Regions from separate parts of the Anser cygnoides genome. Here region 2 is linked to region 1. Evidence: chromatin contacts called from public Hi-C data. All regions are on one chromosome and are shown on one strand. The core of a region is the stretch at or near the end of the contact, and the rest is flanking DNA. Distances in the headings are between cores, read along the strand shown. Region 1 overlaps ADCY9 (adenylate cyclase 9). Region 2 holds the start of CORO7 (coronin 7).

Region 1 (3,569 bases), core at 998-3,497:
TAAAAGAAATATAATTTGTACTTGGCTTACATCTCATCATGGCATCTATAGTAACTCGTAAGTAAATCTCTGAAGTTCAAAAAAGGATCATCTCAGATCTGGGGACATCTCACCAAGGGTACTTCCTTGAAAATAGCCTCCTACTTTGCACTGAAAAAGAGCTTTTATTGCTGAAGACAATCTCAGAAACCTTCTGGCTTGTTTTCAGTTAGAATCATAGAATCATTCAGGTTGGAAAAGACCTCTAAGATCATTTAGTCCAACCCTTAACCTAGTACTAAAGTCCACCATGCTTCTAAGTTCTACATCTACACATTCCTTGAAAACCTCCAGGGATGGTGACTTCCCTGGGCAGCCTATTCCAATGCCACACAACCCTTTCAGTAAAGAAATTTCTCCTGATATCCAACCTAAACCTTCCCTGGTGCAACTTGAGGCCATTTCCCCTCATCTTACTACTTGGTGCTTGGGAGAAGAGCCTGATTCCCACCTCTATATAGCCTCCTTTAAGGTAATTCTAAGAACTAAGGTAGTTCTAAATATATTGGCATATTTTGGGGGTACTTTTTTTTTTTTTAGGATTTGATGTCTGTTTGGGGTTTTGGGTTGTTTGGTATTTTTATGTGGAATTTATGGTACATATTTACTTACGGTAAGATACATTTTTGGGCCACTCCAGTCTCCACAGCCTGAGGCACACACTCATGTACAAGTGTAACAACCTTCCACTTCCCCATCTGTGCTATTGAAATATGATCATTCTGTAAGTGTTCCTTAGTTGGCTGCATTAAATTCAAAATGTTTTAAATTGTGCACTGCATTGCATATTCCCAGAGGATGAGTTTACAGGCAGCTCTGTTTTCACTGCTGAAACATGGAGCCTGTTGGCATCAAGAGGACAGACGTACTGTTGTGCCCTTATTCCATCTCACTTCCTTTGATCAGAAAGAACAAAATCATCCTTTTCCTCTTTAAATTGTCTTCAAAGCGAGGACTGCTCACTCTGACTGCTCATTATACGCAGAAAAGTGCAGAGCTTCCTGTGCAGAAATGTCATCACAAGTGACAATCACAGAATACCACAGAGATATCATAAGGGAGGGGATTGGCCTACAATGCTGGGCACAATCCTAGAATTTCAGGAGAGGGATTATTTTGGGACCAAAAAATTCTTGCCTAAGTTTCTCATTGTATTTTCATTATCATGATGCGAAACACCCTGTATTTAAATCAGTCTGACTTTTAATTGAATCCAGTGCTCAGACTAGGAAGTACTCGCTGTAGCTCTTGTGGCTAAGGGCTCGAGTCCAGCTGCAGTAGTGGGAGAGGAAAGCACTCGCTGCCTGCACAATGAGAAACGAGGTAAAACTGAAGTTAGAGCAGAAGTCCTTATGGAGCAAGGCTTGCAGGAGAAGGATGTTTTGATTTCTCAGAAGTGTCTGATAATAAATTATTGGAGTATCTGTAGATGAGGATCCCACTGTTATCACAAGTGACACTCTAGAATTAATTGTTTAAAGCTGCATGCAAAAAGTGGTGCTTAATTTGTCAGCATGTGGAGTATGTCATCTCCAGTTCTGTAAATGTAGTGCAAAGAATGTCCTTCTGCCCACTTGAAATATGACTACTTTGACTTTCATGAGTTCAGTTGGAGTGTAAGAGGTCTTAAAGTTCTGGTATTTTATAAAAATATCTTGGGAAATGTCACTGAGCATACGACGGTGTGTGCAGTTTTACTCGGGATTCTTAGGGGTGCTTCTGCAGGAATACAGGTAAAAGAGATCTGCCCACTATTTTAGGTGCGAATACAAGTTTTTTGTTGACTAGAAGCTTTTTGCATCCAGTTCTTTTTCTCAATTAAAACTTGTTATAAATAAGATGTTTAAAACATGCATTGCTTTCAATAACACCCTTCAGTGAAGATCTCTCAGTGAGGAGATGAATCCAGTGTAGTGGATATTTCAATCCTGTTCTAAAGAGTGAGAGGTGGGAGCGCCTGGTAAGTTGATTCATCAGTATAGAAGTACCTTAACAGAGAGAAAAAAAATCTTCTGGGTGAAGAAAAAAAGCAAATACAGTCAAAGCAGGAGAATGGAAACCTGCTGTACTCTGATGAAATAAAACTGCCCTTTGCCCACTACTTCACCTTCTCAAGGCTTGCCAAAGTAATATCCAAAGTCTGTCTGCTGTTGAAACCCTGTAGCCGACCGATTGGATCTTCTTAAATTCCTCATAGCCAAGAACAAAAATTGCTTTGTGCAACTAGAGCTTAATGAACTGGTTTTGTTAACAACCTGACTTACGTAGAGTATAGATGCAAGGGCAAACTGTATTCTGTTTTGCCTTTATTTATTTCTAACATCTGTGACTTTGGTATTTAATATCCCACCAATTCACTGCTGTGCCAAAAGCTTTTGATTTGAAATATGGGAATTGATTTTAAACTGCCAGTAAATACAGAAATGACGGTAATGTTCTCCATTAGCCATTAATCATTTATGTCAAAGTTACTAATTTGAACTGCAGCTTGTGTAAACATCTTAGATGCTTCAGCATTTAAGCCCTGTTGAGCTACCCACTGACACTGCATTATTTACCGGTAGTGCCCTGTAGCCATTAAATGTCTGCAGCTCTCCTGCTGCCTGGATTTAATGCAGTGCTTGCTTCCTGTGATGGGAGAGCTGTGCTGCCTTCACAGGCTTCGTCTGTTTTGTGAAAGATGAGGTTTCACTTGTTTTAATTCCGGAGTGTAGAGCATTGCAATTGATTCTGGACTGGAAAAAAAAAATCAATGCAAGAAGGTAAACATTACCACTGAGAAATGTGGAGTTGTCCTGGAATTTGTGCTTGCTTTTTCAAACACGCAGCTGCCTAAATAAAGAAGTGTCCTCATCCCAGGATTAACAGATCAGGTTTGCTGATGGATTTGTTGCTATAGTTCCCACAAGAATTTATCCTGGCATGAGGCTTGGCAAAAACCAAGCTTTCTGCTCCGTGAAGTGCCCGCGTGGGCTGGGGTGCGAGACACAAGCGGCGCCGGGTGCCCATCCCCAGGGCTGGGGTCTGCGCCCGCAGCGGGGTCCAGGTGTGGCGTGGGCAGGGGGTGCCTTGCTCCACGCGGGAGTGATGGGTGCTGCCCACGGTGCTCTGCCAGAGCCGGTGCTGTTTCCTTCTCACCGTTTAGCCATGTAAAAGCTGATCCCAGTTCGAACGCTTTAGCAGGATCGACTTTATTTTTAGAGGCATGAACTTGGGTGGCATTTTCAGAAGGACTCGATACTGGAGCAGCTTGGCTGCCACTAGAGCCCAGAGCATGTTCTGCCATGGATGATAGAGGCTGTCAGGACAGTATATAACACTTTAGAAAAACCAGTAATTACTCTACAGGGCTTTTGAATTTATTTTGCTTTTTATGCAGTTGTATTTCCGTGCTTTGTTGCAAATTCTCTTTTATGATGTAATATAGCTATGCTTTTTGGCTTAAATGGGAGTCCATTAACTAGGCACTGAGAAATCTGAGAGCACCCTCTCGTGGGGTGCTGGTGTATTACAGCGTTTTCCATCCTATT
Region 2 (3,253 bases), core at 46-2,545, 170 kb before region 1:
CCCACCTCTCTTCCCTCTCACGGCAATAAAACCCCATGCGTTACCTCGTAGGCTTCTGCCAGCTGCGCGAACTTCTCCTTAGCTTTGGGGTCGTCCTTATTTGTGTCGGGATGGTATTTCTTCGCCAGCTAAACGAGAAAAAACCCAAGCGTTAGAGACAGACGAGACCAATCTCGCAGGCGGCAGGCGAAGCTCGGTGCCTGCGCCCTGGGGGACGGAGCCCCTCGGGGGGGCGCCCCGGGGGGGCGGCGGGGCCGTGCCTGGTAGTAGGCCTTCTTGATCTCCTTCTGGCTGGCGGAGCGCGGCACCCCCAGCACCTGGTAGTAGTCCTCCTTGGCGCGGGCCGCCGCGCTGCTGTGGAAGGAGGCGGCCGGGACGCGGCTCGGCCCTGCGGGAGGAGGAGAGGGGCGGTGAGGGGGCGGTGAGGGGGCGGTGAGAGGGCGCCGGGCGGGCACCGGGCGCCCCTCAGCCCCCGAGCCCCCCTCGGGCCCCGCCGCCGCCGCCCAGCCCCGCTCCCCGCTCACCCGCGGCCCACGGCCCGGCGCACAGCAGCGAGGGGCGGCGTGCGGCGGGTCCCGGCGCGGGGCCGAGCCCGCGGAGCAGCCACACGAGCGGCAGCCGCAGCGCCCCCCGGCCCCGGCCCCGGCCCGGCCCCGGCCCCGCCGCGCAGCCCCGCGCGGCACCGGCGGCGGCCCCCAGCCAGCGCGCGGCGCTCCCGGCCGCCATCTTGGCCCGCGCGCGGCGCTGCGCATGCGTCACGGCGGCGGGGGGGGGGGGGAAGCGCGGTGCCGCGCGTGCGCAGTGGCGGGGGGGCGGTGAGGGGCGGGGGGTTCGCGCTGCGGGGCTCGGGACCGCCCTCCCGGGCACCCCGGGGCCGTGGTCGGTCTCTTACCGCCCGGGCGGGGCGCGGGCAGCGGGCTGAGGCGCAGGTTCCTCTCGCGGAGGTGGCCGCGCTCCCGCAGAGCCCGCGGTGAGGGCAGGAGCTGTTCCCGATTCCTGCCCAGCGCCCATCTCCCGCCTCCGTCACCGGGGCCGCTGCCGCCGAGCCCCGTCAGCGGGGAGCGCAGCACACACACACACAGCTGCCCACAGCCCTAGCGAGACACCGGGGCGGCAGGGCCCGTCCCGGGGCTCGCCGCGCCCCGCGGGCCGGGTGCCGGTACGCAGCACCCGGACCGCGGGCGGCGGAGCCTCGGCGGGCCTCGAACCCGCGGCCCTTGGAGCTGCCTCGGGGGGAGGGGGGGGGCGCCGCGCCCGGCCCGGCTCGGGGGCGTGGTCAGCGCGGAGGGGGCGGGGCTAGGGCGGGGCCGGCGGCTCGGCCCGGCTCGGCTCGGCTCGGTTCGGCTCGGGCGTCCCGGTTCGGCCCGGCTCGGCTCGGCCCGGCTTGAGGGTCCCGGCCCGGCTTGAGGGTCCCGGCCCGGCCCGGCCCTGCTCGGCTCGGCTCGGCTCAGTTCGGTCCGGTCCGGCCCGGCTCGGCTCGGCTCGGGATTCCCGGCCCGGCCCGGCCCGGCGCACCATGAACCGCTTCAAGGCGTCCAAGCTGCGGCACACCGAGGCCCGGCTGCCCCGCAGGGAGGTGAGCGCGGGGGGCTCGGGGCGAGCCGGGGCTCCCCGGGCGGGGCCGGGCGCGGCGCGGTGCGGCGGGGCCGTGCTGGGGCGGGCGGCACCGGCCCGGCACCCGCGGGGCTCCCGGTGCCCCGCGCCCTCCGTCCCCGACCCCTCCAGCTCAGGGATGCCGCCTGGGTTGTGCTGGGCCAGGCGGGGGCTGAGCCTTCCCGGGGCGCGCAGCCCTTGCGGGGGCTCCCCGAGGCCGCTCTGGTTCCCGGGGGCGGCACCCGGGTGTGGGGTGCGGCGCCCTTCGGCGTGGGCTGTGGGGCCAGCAGCGGGTTGGGTGATGCTGCGAGAAATCTTGGGGTCTCGCTGCCTTTGGAAAAGGTTTGGGCCCCCCAGGGGCACGGATGCGTTCATCTCCCAGCCCGTGGGCTTCAGCGCGCTCCTTCCCTTTACCTTCCTGTCCGAGCTGCCCTTGCACAAGCCTGGCCCGTCCTGCACCCACACCCCTGCAGGCCTGCCAGCACCCGGCGTGTCCCTCTGGGGTTAATGCAGGGTCGGAAGGGATGTGGCTGCCCCCGCGCGTGTGCCCAGCCGGCCCGGAGAGCACGTGCGGGTGCCGGGACTGTCACAGCCCCGCGGCAAAGGTCCCAGGGGCTCGCAGGCAGGGGCGTCCCCGCACCCTGCTGGGAGAGCTCTGTGGGACGTCAAGGGCCCAGCGTGCAGGGAGACATCTGCTCGGCCTCGGCAGCCTGTGTGGGACGGGGCCTCCCTTAAGGCATTCCCCATCCGGGCATGAAGCGTGCCCCAGGGAGCCAGGCCTCGTGCCCCAGCCCCGTGGGCAGGACTCGTCCCCACGCGTCTCGGGAAGCGCCTCGCGTCCCTGAGCGTGGCCGCTTGTTTACCGAGGCGAAGGCAGACGCTTGACCTGGCCGGATCAGGAAGCACGGCACAGACACGAGGATCGCATCTGGGTCGCTTCTCCCCCCCGGCAGCCTCCGAAGGGCTCTGCTGGCGGAGACGCCCTGAGGGGCTGCGGCTTGTTGCAGGGATGTGGCCGGGGTGTTCACCTCCCCCGGGTGCGGGAAGGGTTAAGGGGCCTGCCACCAAGCAGGCTGCTGTGACAGGGACCAGAGGAAGTGCTGCAGGAACCGCTCGTCTCTGTCAGGCCCCAAAAGGAAGCCGTGCAAAGAGAGGAAGCGCAGCTCTCGCTCCTTGTGGGGTTGTGCAGCTCCCGTCCTGCAAAGGGCTCTGTGTGGGACGCGGGCACACGCTGCAGCGGTGCTGGTGGCCCTGCTGGCACCCGTCCAGCGCCCCGCTGTCGCCTCTGCACGAGGGTTGGACTTGGCCCCGGGTGTGCCGGGGAGCTCCCACGGGCCTGCGGTTGCGCACTGATGTCGCCTGGAGCAGGTCCGGCCGATGTGAGGCTTCTCGGTGCCCCGCGGGTGCCATGCTCAGGCACAGAGGTGGTGGGGAGTGAGCAGCCTTGTGGGATTTTGGCTCAGGAGCTGTGGTTTCATGGAGAGGCAGCGCTGGGAGCTGGGGTGCTCCCAGCCCTGCAGAGTAGCAGCAAAGCTGGCCCCGCAGCCCCAGCCCCTGTGATTTTATGGATGGAGCACGAGCAGCCACGTTGCACCATACCTCCCTGAGGACAGGGCCCTACAAACGTGCCTCCAGGTGGAGCCAGGTCCCTCGGTGAGGG

The links. A called contact is a pair of places that touch in the nucleus more often than the background predicts.
Region 2: a Hi-C map of liver shows a contact between it and region 1, with 2.5 times the contacts expected there. The contact joins the promoter of CORO7 here to the enhancer-like site in region 1. A contact is called at or near these places in 3 of 7 Hi-C or Micro-C datasets (all in liver).

Annotation. Positions count from the first base shown.
Region 1 is chr15:11,894,834-11,898,402 of Taihu_goose_T2T_genome, reverse strand. All of the region lies in intron 6 of ADCY9 (adenylate cyclase 9), which reads left to right. Among named protein-coding and RNA genes, the nearest start is that of CREBBP, 48 kb to the right of the region's middle. Within about 2 kb of position 2,247, at least 1 of the 3 cell types and tissues checked has open chromatin away from gene starts, as enhancers often do. A contact at or near this core is called in liver, where this site is marked.
Region 2 is chr15:12,061,340-12,064,592 of Taihu_goose_T2T_genome, reverse strand. CORO7 (coronin 7) reads left to right here and starts at 1,295. Exons shown (of 28, transcript XM_066977532.1): 1 at 1,295-1,576. The coding sequence starts at 1,517. It overlaps DNAJA3 (DnaJ heat shock protein family (Hsp40) member A3), which reads right to left and starts at 741. Exons shown (of 11, transcript XM_066977539.1): 1 at 525-741; 2 at 261-388; 3 at 45-128. The coding sequence starts at 726.